Linked DNA regions of Dromaius novaehollandiae: region 1 is linked to region 2. The links are chromatin contacts, called in public Hi-C maps. All regions are on one chromosome and are shown on one strand. Each heading gives the region's core, a stretch centred on a gene start, on an enhancer-like site or on the middle of the called end of the contact. The rest is flanking DNA. Distances are from core to core; before and after follow the strand shown. Region 1 holds the start of THOC1 (THO complex subunit 1). Region 2 holds the start of CLUL1 (clusterin like 1).

Region 1 (3,787 bases), core at 817-3,316, 170 kb before region 2:
AGCATACTATTATGACTGACACTGCATCTAGAACAGTTGAAAGATTCATACACAAACTTTCACCTGCCAGACAGGCAAGGTGGTGGTTTAAAAACATTACTTCTGATAGCAAGCTGATCTAAAAATTTTCTGTAATGAAATCAATAAAATGGAATAACTGCCTGTGCCTCAACTGCTTCTGTGCAAATCTCAACATCTTACTTTAAAACTCCAATAAACTGGACCTCCACTAGAAGAACTGAATGGACTGGGTACATACCCAGCTCAATCTGCACTGGTAAGAAAAAAGTATCATTCAGCAGAGGTGCAAAGAAGATAAGGACAATAAGCTATGGCACGTTTTACTGCAAAGGTTGAAATACATCAGCTTTTAATTTAATTTTAAATTAATTTTAGCTAACTAAACCATGGATACTTTTCTCATTTTAGCTCACCAGGTTAGGCTAAACTGGTATGAAAAGGCTTGCCCAAAAGTTTATACCATTTTCTTAAACTGAGTTTAGCACTCATTACATGAAAACACTCTTCAGAAAGATATCCCAGCTATAACTGCTTTCTGCAGTACTTAGAACATAGCCGAAGTTTTGCCACAGGCCTACTGAGGCTAACACATACCTCAGTGTTAGTCAGGACCTAAGCATCATTCAGCTGCATCCATTATAAACATTCAAATTTTTGTTCTGCTGATAGCTGCTGCTGTGGAGACTTTTTGCTGATATAGGATTCTTTGGTGTGCAACTGCTAATGTTAAAAAACCTGGATACAAAACTAGGGTAAGGTGAACTGAAACTAGGACAATTTTATTGTCATGTAATACATATCCTGACAAGGCCTATCATGCATTAGCTATGCATAAACACAGGTTAACGGTAGTTAATGCTCACGCAGAATAGCACTAAGATGATAAACTCACTCAAGAACTGGAAAGGGAAGAACCATCTGTCAAGATCCCCTCTCCCGCAGCAAAGGTAACAGCACCAAGCCAGTGATTTGTTCAGTCTGAGTGAATCAGCAATCAGGTGCAGCAGGCAATGGTGTGAGGTATCAAATTGTGTATTGTATTATACAAATTATAGCAAAATATAAGTTCATTAATAAAATTTCTAGTGTACATTCTTCTGTTCTTCACATTTGTCTTGACCTTGTAAAACTACAAATCTTGTAATAACATTACTGGGTGGTTTTAGAACACTATGGACATGGAGCTTTATCTGTTTCTCCAGCTGGATGAGTTTACCTCTTCACATAAACCCAAAGTAATAAAAGTAAGGAAGTGTTTGTACACTTTCCTACAACTTTCTTCATGACAGCAAAATAAAATACACCTATTGCTTTGGTATACATGTCAAGTCAAACTCTCCTCTGCACTCTATTCAACTTCACAGCACAGGAAGAAGGGAAAGCAGGTGAGTTCAGCTTTGAACTTGGTACCTGCCTTCACCCAGCTGCACACTTGGGCCTCGAGCAGCCATTTAACCTGCCGCTCCCTCACTGGTGCTCACCCTTTCCCCAATCCCCGTTCACTCAGGAAACCCAAACGAGCCGAGAGAAATCGTTTCCCGTAGCCTTCCTCCTCCCGCGGTGATGACTCTATACCGGCACTCTGGGCAGTACCGAGAGGCTCCAGGAGGGACTGCCAGACCCTCGGAGATAGAGGGGAGCCCGGCGGGCCGTTGCGGGGGTTAACGGCCGGCCGAGGGAGCCCAGCGCGCGCCCCAGCGGGCCGTTGGTGCAGCTGGCGGAGAGGGCGCGCTGCGCGCGCGCAGCTCGGCGGAAAGAGAGGGGGGAGGGGCGGCGCGCCGAGGCAGAGCGGCTACACCGACGCGAAAGGCAGCCTCCCCCCCTCCCTGGCTCGGACCCGCTCCGAGCGGCACAAGAGGAGCGAGAAGCTCCGGCCGAGCTCGCGCCGCCGCCGCCGGGCTCACCGTGAAGCGGAGTCGCGCCTCAGGCAGGCTGAAGAGCGGCGGCGACATCGTCCCGGCCGTCCGACGCTGCTCGGCGCGCGCTGATGACGCCGTCGCCCTCTCCTGCCGCGGCGCCAGGCCCGGCGGGGCCCACGCTCCCGCCCACTCGCGGCGGGCCGTCAGCGCCACTCTGAGCGCGTTGAGCCGGGGCGGGGGCGGGGGAGGCCGGAGCAGAGCCCCTGGGACCTTTCGTGTGTGGTAGAGGAGCACTGTCTCCTGGGGTGAAGGCTGGAGTTGAGTAAAGCTCTCTCTGTCATTCCACAACAGGCTTTTAAGTAAATAAGGATACGTGGTCTGTGACTGGATGCTTTTTAAAAAGCACGCGGTCAAGAATAGTTACTCAAAGAGCATGTTTCCAGTAGGTGGTTTCCACAGCAGTCTGTCCTGTTCCAAAGCGTATTTGTGATAAGGACTGACGCTTGTAGTGTCAGGCCGTTGCTAACTCGTGACAGATGTTTGGTAATAAAACATACCACATGTTGAATAGAGTAGGATAGAAGCACCTGGGAGCCTGTTCAATTTGAAGCACTGCCTGTTGATAACCTGTATCCTTGCAAAGGCAGCACTTTCATCTGGTGAATGAGTAATTTCTGAGCAATCACTATCCTGGTCAAAATAACCCTTATGTCTTTTAATGAATTTTAGGTTATTCATTCTTCACTCCAAAGTGAAAAACAATTTATAAACTTTCCCCAAACACAAGCTCTCCTTTATTGCTTCATTTGAGTAATTATGATCTCAAATGAAGCTGAAAAGATTATGGCATAAATCGGCATTATGATCATAATTAAGCATGCAAAATTAATATAACCAGCAACAGTTTGTCGCACTATCCCGAAAGGTCTGCCACTTTATGCTGAGGGAACCTCCACTTCTAATTTGCTGGGAGGGGAGCACTGGTCTGCCGGAAACCATGGGGGCTCTGCCCCCATGAGGGAGATGTCTCCCCGTGCGTACTGTGTCCTTTCTCAGCACTCTTTCCCTAACCATCCACTACTGGTCCCTGCTGGACCACAGTTCCACGAGCTGCTGATCCGTTGGTTTCTGACCACCGAAGGGAGACGGCTGGCTCCCTGCTGTTGTACTCCGCTGGAGATGATTCCTAAGGACACTGAACTCTGACCTATGGGAACTGTTCTGAGGCCCCATTCAGGTCCTCCGATATTATCCCTGTCTGGAGAGTCTACTGTAGCTCTGGCCAAAAATACGTAATGTCTGTAAGAAAGTATAGAACATCACGAAAAGTGAGATATTGCCAGAAATATTTCCATATTGCTTTTTTAATTGAGAAAATCAAACACGATTTTATGATGGATTTAAATTTGAAAACCTCTGCTATCGTTCTATTTTTGGCTTTTATTTTTTAAAATCTCTTCTGTCCTTCTTACCCTTCCATTCCTTCCTTTCTTTCCTCACAAAACCGCAATAACTTTAAATAAAGGAAAGGAAAGGATTGTCTCATTTATCTGAGCCCCCCTCTCCCTCCCATTCCCTCAGAATATATAATAGAGTGAAAGTTTGCCAGGAATTATCCAATTTTCATATTGAAAATAGATTTAAAAACCCTTGCAATTCTACTTTACAGTTAGAAATACAGGGAGCAATTCAGCGTGGTAAACAAAGGTGCTCAGTGCCATTATAGAGGTGCCAGAGTGCTGGAGGCATCTTCACAGGGCTGGCAGGTATGAGCCAGGAGCCAGGAGACCTGCATCCTTCAGAAGCAGCGGTTGGAGGCCACATGAGAGCCCCTTCCAAATCTAAAATGGCGCTGGAGACCTGAATTGCATTCACAGAAAAAAACAGTGGGATTCATCTCACTACCC
Region 2 (3,822 bases), core at 370-2,869:
ATCTAAAATGCCATGCACGTTCAGATTCCAGACATATTGCATGCACACACATGGATTAACTGAAGAGAATCATTAAGGGGGCAAAACCCCAAAACATTAACAAGTTTAATGATGTACAAAGTACCAAGATTTCCTTATCTCATTTCAGACTCTATACAGATCCAGGCCTGTATCTGGGTTGCTGAATTCTTTTGATTTCTGTATCTTCAGAAGGTACATGAAGAAGGTTGTTATGTAATCCAGTGTTTTTTATAGCAAATTAAAATTACACTGAAGAGATTAAATGTTGGAAGCTAATTTTAGACAAACTAATTGTAATAATTTCCCTAAGAACATAAGCTGCAGATGTCTCCTAAGGTAAAAATCAAGACGATTGAAGAGCTATTAAGAAAAAAAGCTTCTGACTACAGAAAAAAACCAAATCTATATTACATTCTATTATGTAATAATGTCCAACACTCCCCCTAGTGGTTTTGCTTATATGGATGAGTATGAAGACCCATACACTCAGAAATCCTCTAGCCTAATGGCAAAATGTCCCGTTAATAGGATTAAGTACCTTGTCATCAGATAAGTAGAACATGGTAAAATCCCTGACACTCACAGCAATTAGATCAGAACACAGTCTGATTCCTTCCTGACGCTGGGAACAATTTTACAGAGGAGGTGTTTCAGTATTAATGGTAAATATGTTGTTTTTTACTTTTCTTTGGTAATTCGTTTGTATTTCTTGATGAAGTTAATTAGTCGTTTGCTATACATATACAATGTGCAAGTAAATCTAGAAGTAAATCCAGTTTACAAATAAACCCAGGCTCTTAATTTGCATATACATTTGCAACTGATAACTATGTCTTCAAGAAGACTATACTAGCTAATGAATAGGAATGTAAATACTGTGTTCACTTAATCAGATGAGAATTATAAAGCGCAGTTCTGTGATTTCTAAAATACAAAGCTCTCTCATCTAACTGCTCTTGAGAGGGAAATAAAGCAAACGGCATTTATTTCCTTGATTTTGTAGGAATTTCTTCCAATTGCTGACGTGTATATTTATAAAATTGATTTATTTTCCAATTTCTTGGCACACCTATTGTTGTCTTTACTATATTAAGTATTGTTCTGAAAAACAATGAAGGGAGTCACATGTTTGGAGACACAGAAAGGAACTACATTCTAGAAATTTTCTTTTGTAAATTTGGCAATAATGTCTAGTACGTATACATTTATATCATGAACTATCAGAAAGAGTGAAAGTTATTTAGTATGAGATCAGTATTTATGTGCATTTCACAAGGTAGAAAGGAAGTAGATTAAGCTGCAAAAGCTCTCAGTTTTATAGATATATATCTTGATTCTATTATACCACTGTGTAGTACAGTGGTAATTATCTAGTTAGTCCAAACTGATACACTAGAAATTATGTCAGGCTTCTTCTTCATTTGTTTTCACTAGCAGTAGCTTTTAGGTGCATATTATAGATCACAGAAACCATAATAAAAGTTGAAACCAATGACACCTGTATTATACTTAGTAGCTATTACACCTAGGCATTTGAAACTCATTATGAAAATGCTGACATGTAATTGCATCAACCCACTTTTTTAACAGAGAGAACATGAAGTCCTGTTGGTTATTTCTAATACACATGCTATGGCTGAGTGGTCATCAGTGTGCACCGACAAAGCAGGAGGAAATGAATATCCGGGAAAACCTGAAGAGTACGTATGCTTTTCTTATCAGCGGGGTGCTGGGAGCTCCTGGGCCCAGGTCTGTGGTCAGGCTTGCTGCAGCGTGCTGAGTTCCACACAGGTGCCTCAATGGAGCCAAGAGGATCTACTGCCATGTGTGATGTGTGAAGCTTAGAAACTATGGCCAATTTTTGCTGAAGCAAAGCATCCACACACAACAGGGAGATTAGAAAAACCAAGACAAGAATGTCAAAGGATTAACAGATAAGCTTCCCTCTACAAAAAAGTATTTACAGCATTTTCATATATCATTTGGTCCTTCATAGGTTGTAGAGTATAAACTGAAAACAAAATATAATCCAACAGATTTTGAGTTCTTTTGCTCATTTAAGTAACTTTTACAAATGCTTATTTTAGAATTGTATGCTTAGCTGGAAAAGGTGGTTATTACAAATAATTGAAATAAAATGACTCAAGTTAGAGAAAGCAGCTATTTTGCGTTTACTCACCTTTGAGCATGGCTTTATTTTGTAGTAGGTATCCCAAGAGGATCAGCATGAAATACTCTTTTGCTTCGGTCTACTTTATAGTATTTCTGTGGCAAACAAAAAGTTACGGGAGAGGAAGAAAGATATGAGTAGAGAAATGAATGACACACGAAATGCTTTCGGAGATCTTGTGGTGACGTATTTTTCACTTCTTTTGTACAGTTCCAGTGATATTCATGGTACTTCTGTGCAGGAAATAAATGCAGATAAAGGATATGCAGAGCTACAAAGTGCAAAGCGTGGCTGAACTTAGCTTTTCACCAAAAATCTATGGTCATTGCCACATAGGAAGTCTAGAAATTACATTTTTATGAAAGAAAGCTGAAGGCTCCTGTATTCTCAAAGCATTAAGGGAAACTGACATAGTTTGCTTTCAGATTGAAGATCAATATATAAGATATGTCATTAGGAAGCTGAAGAGTAACCCTCGGAGATATTCGAAACCCAACCAGATGAGGTCCTGAGCAACCTGCTCTAGTTGACCCTGCATTGAGCAGAGAGGTTGGACAAGATGGTCTGCAGGGGTCCTTTCCAACTTCAACTGTTCTGTGATCCTGTAATCTGAAGCAGGGCAGTTGAGGGTTAGTATGCACAGCTGATCACTGGTGAAGGCTCTGGACCAGATTCTTATCTGATAGAAATTGTCTTGGCTCCATGTTACAACATTCACTGTCTCAAGATATTGCTCTGTAACTGTAGGAAAACACAGCTGTTTCATTTTCCTTTGTTATCAGTGCATGACAATTTGTGCCACTTTCAAAGTCTGATTAAGTCACTTTGTAATTTGGCTTTTTTCAGTACTATCTGAAGTTGGAGAGAAATATGTAGACGAAGAGGTAAAGAAAGCTTTGACTGGTATTAAGCAGATGAAAATTATGATGGAAAGAAATGAAGATAAACATGTAGATCTGATGAAAACCTTGAAGAAGAGCAGTGAAGAAAAAAAGGTAACTGAAGTGCATCTGAGTTTCTTTTATTAAGTTGTGACTATTTTTAATACAAAATTAAACACCGTTGTGCTTAGGCCGATAAGCAATCTAGAAGAAAACTCTTGGAGTCTCCCCTTTTCAGCAAAAATGTAAAACATTGCATGTACACTCTGAGCAACATACATCTCTTTAGGTGGTTGTATAGCAAAGTCAGGAGTTACACGAAATCTTTCTTTGCTTCTGCCCTTTTCTGTAACTAGCATAGAAACCTCCTGCAGCAGCTCTGTGCATCTTCTCAGTCTCTGTGTCCTAGAAGCAGAAGTTGAGCCAACAGCCATCCTATCTGGCCTATCAGGAACCTGGATGTTTACATTTCAGAAGTTAAACTATTAGTTAATATTTGTCAGTTTCTTAAGAAAGAGCATGTGTTTGCAAAGAACCTTGAGGCATACTGAGGCACTGAACAGCAGCACTGCTTACTCCATGGTTACCTTTTCCAAATTGCACACTGTTCTTTCAAAAGCTAGAGATGAAGAGTTTCCATCTTTGCTCGAAAACATAACTTTCTAACCAAGACACGTGCTGACAATTTCTCCCTGTGGTCTAATGTCTAAACAAATACAACTAGACAGCGAGCGCTTGACAAAACACAGT

Evidence for each region. Hi-C and Micro-C count contacts between places; a contact is called where the count stands out from the background.
Region 1: a Hi-C map of brain shows a contact between it and region 2, with 5 times the contacts expected there. The contact joins the promoter of THOC1 here to the promoter of CLUL1 in region 2. A contact is called at or near these places in 3 of 4 Hi-C or Micro-C datasets (brain, liver and ovary).

What each region holds. Positions count from the first base shown.
Region 1 is chr2:118,667,971-118,671,757 of bDroNov1.hap1, reverse strand. It overlaps THOC1 (THO complex subunit 1), which reads right to left and starts at 2,066. Exons shown (of 21, transcript XM_026122853.2): 1 at 1,926-2,066. The coding sequence starts at 1,973.
Region 2 is chr2:118,499,171-118,502,992 of bDroNov1.hap1, reverse strand. CLUL1 (clusterin like 1) reads left to right here and starts at 1,619. Exons shown (of 7, transcript XM_026122830.2): 1 at 1,619-1,721; 2 at 3,038-3,186. The coding sequence starts at 1,619.